Regions from separate parts of the Mus musculus genome. Here region 1 is linked to region 2. A link is a contact called in public HiCAR-type data. All regions are on one chromosome and are shown on one strand. The core of a region is the stretch at or near the end of the contact, and the rest is flanking DNA. Distances in the headings are between cores, read along the strand shown.

Region 1 (3,421 bases), core at 764-3,263, 46 kb before region 2:
TATATCTAGCATAGTAGGATTCTAGTCACATTCTATAACCATTGCAAACTTCTCCATGTAGCAGATCTTTCCGTCTCTGTTCCCTCCTTACCCCACCAGCTGCCACCTGTTTTGTTTTCAGAATCCCCAAGTCCCCAATCCTGAAAGGACATTCCCCCCAAAACTCTGGTTAGAAAATGGGTTTGCAGTTTCTTCCCACCTAACCCTGTAACGCTTTTCTTTTCCTTCTTCCTGCCTACCTCCTTACTTCTCAAGCCTTGCTATTCTCTACACGTAGGAACTTGAAACCTAAGAGTATGGGAAAGCAACAGCGTAATAGCAGTGGTGCCAAGACCCGGGGATGCTGCCAAGCTTTTCCCCAGGCTCCATATGCAGTGGCTCAACTACTCAGAGGCTGGCCTTCGGTTTAAACCCATGGAGCCTCATGAACTTGGTATTTCTTTTTGCCTCTGCCCGATTGCTTCAACCTCTTTAATTAAACAACCTCCTCCAAAACCTGTGAACCATTCAGATCTAGCCCATTCTCCAAGTCTATCTTTTTCAGGAAGTTTCCCAGGACCATTTTAACCCACAGATTATCACCCCACCCACCTACCCAAACTGGCAACTTACATACCAGAAAACAGAATCACCATGCATATTTACACCAGCAAGTAAATGCTGCGCATTTGATCTTTCAAAGCCAAGAATGGCGTCTTGGGGTTTTTGAGAGCCCCTCCCCGCACCCCCAACCGTCTTTGAAACCCCCTACTGAGCGTGTTCATCTTCCTGAATAGTGACTCAATCAGTGAATTGTTTGGGCTAAGGCATGCCAAGATAAAAGCATGTTGAAATGAAAAGGGCTCAATGGATGGGGAAAAAAGAAGTACTAGGTGTCAAATGGGGGAAAATTATAGAACAAAGGTGTTCGACTAACATCTGTTTTATTTGCCATGGGGTTGAAAACAGATATAGGGGAGGGAATGTCAACTGGAAAATGAAGAAAAAACATATTTCAGTTTGAGGGGGATGATAGCAAGAGAAACATGAAGCCCGGAGGAATTTTGAGTCAATTCTGCTAGAACCAACAGGTAGGCCAATTGTGTGAGTAAAGGGGGTTACGGGGATGGCATGGCTAGAGATACAATCATGTAGGTAAGGGAATTAATAGGCCATATGACGGGGGCACGAGGGGATAAAATGGTCGCCAGTAAGTTAGCTGACTGAGTGGGTGGCAGGTAGGTCGGTGAATGGTTAGGTGTTTAGTCTGGAAGGAACAGGTGTGGGGCATTTCATTTAAAAATCTAACCCCTCCCTCACCTTGACCCGGAAGCGGATGAGTGCTAGCCTCACGCAGTGGCTCAGACAGGCAGGTGGCAGGAACCAGGCCCGCGGTGGAGGGGTGCCCTTGTTGCCCACGTGTCCCACGATCAGTTGCGCAGTCTGCCGCTCCGCCTGGCACCGACGGCCCCACTCGGCCAGTCGGTCCTTCCCCAGGCCCCCAGGGAACATGACCACCAGCTCCAGGCCGTCTCCGCCCGGATAGGCACAAGCCTGGCACAGCGCTGACAAGTAGCCCAGCATGGCATTCCACTGGCCGCCACAAACCCAATCCGTCTGGTAGCCACCATAGAGCCGCGGCAGCGCCGAGCCCGCGTCTACCAATACCCGAGCCCCAGGCAGCGGAGGGGGCGGCGGCGGATGCAGCCCTGGCGGCGCTTGGCCATGGTGGTGGAAATGGTGAGCAGGGTGATGGTGCCGAGACGGCCCCGCGCCCCCGGAGTAAGCACCAAAGGCAGCGGGCGGGAGCGGCGGCGGCGGCAGAGGAGCAGAGCCCCTGGTGATGCGTGGAGCCCCTGGCGCTAGGGCTGCTGGCGGCAGCTGGCGGTGCAGGTGCTGCTGCTGCTGCTGGCGCGAGACGGTGCGCGCGAGTTTGAGGAGGTCCACAGGCACCACAGCCCCGGGACAGCGCTTCTCCAGGAACTCTTGGAAGCCCTGGACGCCCATGCTTCCTCCGTGGGTAGAAGGAACAGCGGCTGCGCAAGCGGGCCAGTCGGCGATCCCCGCGCGAAGCTGGAGGCGGGCGCGTGCGCACTCCGCGGGGGGTAGGGGCGAGGGGGGCGGAGAGAGGGTTTGAGAACGGGAGGGGCGAGGGAACGTGGGCGGGGAGGGGAGGAGACCACAGACTGGGTGCGGGTGGAGAGCAGAGGTGAGGCTGACCAGACTCAGAAGAGGCTGGGAAGATAAAAGCGATGACAAAGTCGTAGTCACTCCTCTTTTCCCGTTCCCCTCCGCTGCTCTTCTTCACTGCTTCAAAGGGGGTGAAGCCTCTGCCTTCCACCTCCGGGAGCCATGTTGCCTCGTCTTCTCTGTGATACTCGCTTTCTAGCTGGGGGAGGGGTACAGGGGCGGGGCGGATGAGCATCCTGGGAGTTGTAGTCTTTTCCCGGATGGCCTCAGGATGCAGTCTTAGAACCAGAGGATCACACCTGTCAGGCCTTGATGCTCATAGTGTCAGAAGAAGCGGGCCAAGAAAATGTGTGTATAGGATTTGTACCAGAACTCCTAGTATCCAACCGAGTTGCCTCAGGATATTATACCACCATGCCCAGGGAAAGAAATGGAGATGATGCATCATGGGAAAGGAAGTACTGTGGATTAGTAGAATTTGGCTAAAGTGAGCTAAAGTTCCCTGAAAGGGAGAAATTTCCCTTCCATTGAAAAGATGATATGCACAACTTTTAACGAAAGGAGAAGAACACATATGATACATAAAAACCGCTAACATCTACTGTCATACTTTGAAGAGTTATCCACCTTACAAATGGTAAAACATTTACTTAAGACAATGAATGCATAGACAAAATGAAATTGCCTATAATTTGCCTCAGGATCTCTGGTCAGGGAGATTAAACACCCACTCAAATTCAACTACAACTTGGACCTTATTGGTACTCACTAAGCTATGCCATATGGTTAGGGGATTTTTTTTGTTTTCCAACCTACTAAATGTGTCCATGTGGGAACAATTCAAAATAGCTGCAAAGGTTCTAATTTGATCACAGTCTTTTGAAAAGTACATTTCAGCATGCTTCTCCAATGAAATCCATGTAGAGTCTGTCTTCTGTCAAGTTTTAGGGCCCATTACTTCAGCCAGACTACAGCAGAAAACAAGATCTGCATGCAGAGTAGTTGTATCTATCTGGCTTGGAATTTACAGAACATAAAAGAGCAGAACCCCAGGAATGACATCAGAATGGTTTGATAGGATGAAACCAAAAACAGGTTGCAAATTCCAAACCGGGTTTGTCATAAGAGTAGTAGATCCAGAATAGCAGGGATGGGAGACAACATGAAAGGCAAGGGAGAGGGAGGTGGGGGGTGTATAGGGGACTTTCGGGATAGTATTTGAAATGTAAATGAAGAAAATAGCTAATAAAAA
Region 2 (3,744 bases), core at 777-3,276:
TTTTTTTTGACACAAGATCTTACTATGTAACACTGCTTAACCTGGAACTCACCAGTTAGCCTTACCTTTGCCTCTACCTCCCAAGTACTGGGATTACAGGCACGAGTAACCAATCTGACATCAAACACAATTTCAACAATTATCTATAAGCTTTAAGAGTACAGACCTTTTAACTGTATACCACAGAAATATCTGTGTGTAAAAAGATAAGTATCATTTATATAAGCAGATCATGAGGAAGACTGAAAAACCTCTTGAGAAAGGATTAAATAAACTTGGATACACCCATTAATTGGAATTAAATGCAGTGACTCTTTAAAGGCAGATTTATGCAAATATGAACAACAAAAATAGACTACATTTTAAAGCAAAAAAATATAGAATAGCATGTTTGTTATTTATTTTACAAAAAAAGGATATGCACAGAAAAAGGTCAGCAATATATGTTCCAAACAGTTCACAGTGAGTGCCTCTGAGTAATGGGGTACAGTATAAGAAGTACAGGTTTGTTTTTTAGCTTGCTTTTTCATTATGTTACCTGAATATTATCGTATATATCGCTTTTTTGAGATAGGCTCTTACTACTAACCTTGCTGGCCTGGGACTCACTATGCAGACCAGACTAGCCTTGAGCTCATAGTGATTTGCCCATTTCTGCCTCCTGGGTACTGGGATTCAAGGCTGTGGCCTGGCCTCAATTTTTGAAATGTAACTTTTTAAATACAAAACTGTACAACTATAGATTGTACAAACTAAGGGGTAAAAAATCTCAGCTTACAATTAATTGTTGGTCTATAGTGTCTAGTATTGTCTAATAAATTACTATGGACAAACCATACTGACAAAATAATGCTAAAGGGCTAGGGATGAATTTCAGGGGTAGTGAGACAGAAAAGGGAATGGGCATTCATTCCCTTAGCCACTGGCCAGGTTTTAACACTATCAAAATGTGTTAAAGAGTTAATGATAAATTCTTTTGCCTTCCTATTCTAAGAACTCCTGATGTTTGCTTTCCTATTTTAAAAACAAAAACCCCAGTTACTAGGGGACTATGCAATTTGACTCCCTAACTAGTAGCTCTTGGACTCTTCCTTGCTTCCATGGTTGCTTTGAGTACAAAGACTGTCAGCCAGCCAGCTGGACCATTCTTATGCTAGCACCAGCAGTTTTAAACACCCTACTGATGCCTTGAGAAAATTACACAACAAATTCACCTGATTGCTCTAGCTCCTGGAGTTAGAGGCACAGTCTTAACTAGGACTGTTCTAACAATGTGTTCTCAGCTTTTTGCTATCAAAAGCATTGCAGAGCTCAGAAGAGTCTGAAAACATTTTCCTTTCTCCCTCCAAGGCCAGAAGGGAATAATGTCTGGTGGCCTACCAGAGGGGCTGCTGTGGCTGTTGCTAATCGGACAATGCTGTGGAAGGTATGCTGTGTTTTACCCAAATATTCCTCTAGCTATATATGCAGACTGTTAAGACCCTCTTGAATCCTGTGCTAGCTTCTCTGGTGTAACATTAAGCCCAGATGAAGCTTCTTCTCCTGGGTGGTCTTGTCTTGCTTATTTTCAGTAGTATAGGCTTGTCTGAAAACACAAAGAAACAGCAGAGCAAGCAGAGGCAATGAGAGCTGATCAGTGTGCAGGCCTGAGCTATTGAAAGTGGCAAGGCAGTTGGCTGCCTGACAGCTGAAGAAGAGACAGAGTTTGGTTGTCAGTGGGCTGAGCTTCAAAATCAGTAAGGTTCAGTGGTTGGCAGTTGAAGAAGAGGTAGCTCTATACTTCAACTGAGAGGCCAGTCAGGAACTAGGGGGATGGTGGAAGTTGAAAGGAAAGGGAGCTGAGGCTGAAAAGGATTGAAAGCTATATATATATATAAAAAAAAAAAATCAGAGAAAAGAAACTGCTGGTCCTGGTCATTGGAAGAATTCCAGAGAGCTGTCAAGACATATGCATGGAGTATCTCAGAAACCCTACCCTGGGAGCTCTAATCCTGGCCATTGCCAAGGGCTGAGGAATTCTGATACCTAAGGCTGCCTATCAGTTGCAATGCCACCTGCTGCCCAGGGCTAAGAAATCCCAACTTTCTGGCCCTGTGTAATAACTCTAGCATTTTCAGAGCTAAGTGTCTTGCTACTAGGCCTGCATCAGACCTGTAAGACCAGAGAGCACCACTGCCTCCTCCTTCAGCTCACTAGTACCAAACACCAAGGAATTTTAAAAAAATGTCAAGAACCAGTACTTGAAGACCTAATTTTTTTTTATCCACAGTTTCTATCAGAGTAGAACAAAAGGACCATAGGCAATTGATTGGTGACAGCAGGGCCCTTGTCTAGCATTGCTCAAGTATGTGTCCAATCCTTAGCACTAGTGGGAAAAGCTGCATAGTAAGATCATATCTTTAAAAAATATGACAGAATAGATATTTTTGTTTTATTCTTTGCTTTGATATTTGTTTTGAGGTGATGTTATAATATATCTTCTATGTAGAACAGGCTGGTCTCAAACTCAAAGGGATCCACCTGCCTCCCAAGAGCATGGATTAAAGGCATGTGCCATCACACCTGGTTCTATTTTGGATTGATTTTTTAAAAAGGTTTTTGTTTCCTGTAATCAGGAGGCTGGGGCAGTAGGAACTCGGCAAATTTGAGGCTAGTCTGAGCTACACGGCAAGACCATATTTCAAACCATAACAATACCTCATAAAATGTGTGTGTGTGTGTGAGAGAGAGAGACAGAGAGAGACAGAAACAGAGAGAGAGAGAGAAAGAGACTATATGGCAAAAATGTGTGGGTATCTGCGGAGGCCATAAGAACTCCTGGAGTTGTAGGCCACCAGATATAAGTACTGGGAACTGAAGATCAGGAAGTGCTTTTAACCACTGAGTCATCTCTCCAACCCCAGTATAAAAGGCCCTTTATGAGAATGTGTATTTCCCAACCAAAATCAAGTACTCATAACCAACATAGGCAGCTATAAAAGACAATGGTCATTTCAGAATGATTTAAAAGATTTATTAAATTCCTGTAATCAGAAGGCTGGGGCAGTAGGAACTTGGCAAATTTGAGACCAGCCTGGGCTACATGTCAAGACCTTATTTCAAACCAGAACAATACCCCAGAAAACATAACTAGAATACTAACATCAGAAATAAAAAAGCACTTTAAAATGATTATTGTACCATAAAAATATCAGTATACCTAAACTTCATAGTACTGAATGTACAGAAAAATTAAAATATATGCAATGTAACATCAAACATGTATATATATATGTATTTTAGGTAACTTTTGCTGTATTAATTATTATTTATATGTGTATGATATGTGTGTTTGTGAAGGTCAGAAGAAATTTTTCAGTAGTTGGGCCTCTTCTTCCACTGTGGATTCTGGGAATTAAACTCTGGCTGCCAGGCTTTCGTGGCACTTTTCAAAGTAGATCAAGAATTGTTTAATAGTGCTAACTTCTTTTGTTGGTGGTGGTGGTAATATTGTTGTTGCTATGATAGCACATGCCTGTAATTTCAGCCTTTGGGAGGTGGAGACAACAGGGTCAGGAGTTCAAGATCACTTCTAGCTTAGTTTAGCAAGTCTAAGGTTAATCTGGTATATAAAACCAAACACCAAACCAAACATGACATATTAAACAGCACTCAACATGACAAAACATATTGCCATAGTATCATTACTTAAGTGTTATGGTCTCCTTTGCTAAATAACAAGCTTGATCTTAGAAGGATCTTATA

The links. HiCAR-type assays count read pairs that join an accessible place to other places.
Region 1: a HiCAR-type map of astrocytes shows a contact between it and region 2, with 1.6 times the contacts expected there. The contact joins the promoter of Fam120c here to the enhancer-like site in region 2. A contact is called at or near these places in 1 of 484 Hi-C or Micro-C datasets (cortical neurons), 4 of 115 datasets of contacts at active chromatin or transcription factors (CD8 T cells, astrocytes and embryonic stem cells) and 3 of 9 other capture datasets (adipose tissue, liver and pancreatic islet).

What each region holds. Positions count from the first base shown.
Region 1 is chrX:151,342,815-151,346,235 of GRCm38.p6, reverse strand. Fam120c (family with sequence similarity 120, member C) reads right to left here and starts at 2,013. Exons shown (of 16, transcript NM_198105.2): 1 at 1,300-2,013. The coding sequence starts at 1,986.
Region 2 is chrX:151,296,788-151,300,531 of GRCm38.p6, reverse strand. The region is part of intron 19 of Wnk3 (WNK lysine deficient protein kinase 3); the gene reads right to left. Among named protein-coding and RNA genes, the nearest start is that of Gm26441, 37 kb to the right of the region's middle. Within about 2 kb of position 2,026, at least 13 of the 459 cell types and tissues checked have an H3K27ac peak or open chromatin away from gene starts, as enhancers often do. A contact at or near this core is called in astrocytes, where this site is marked.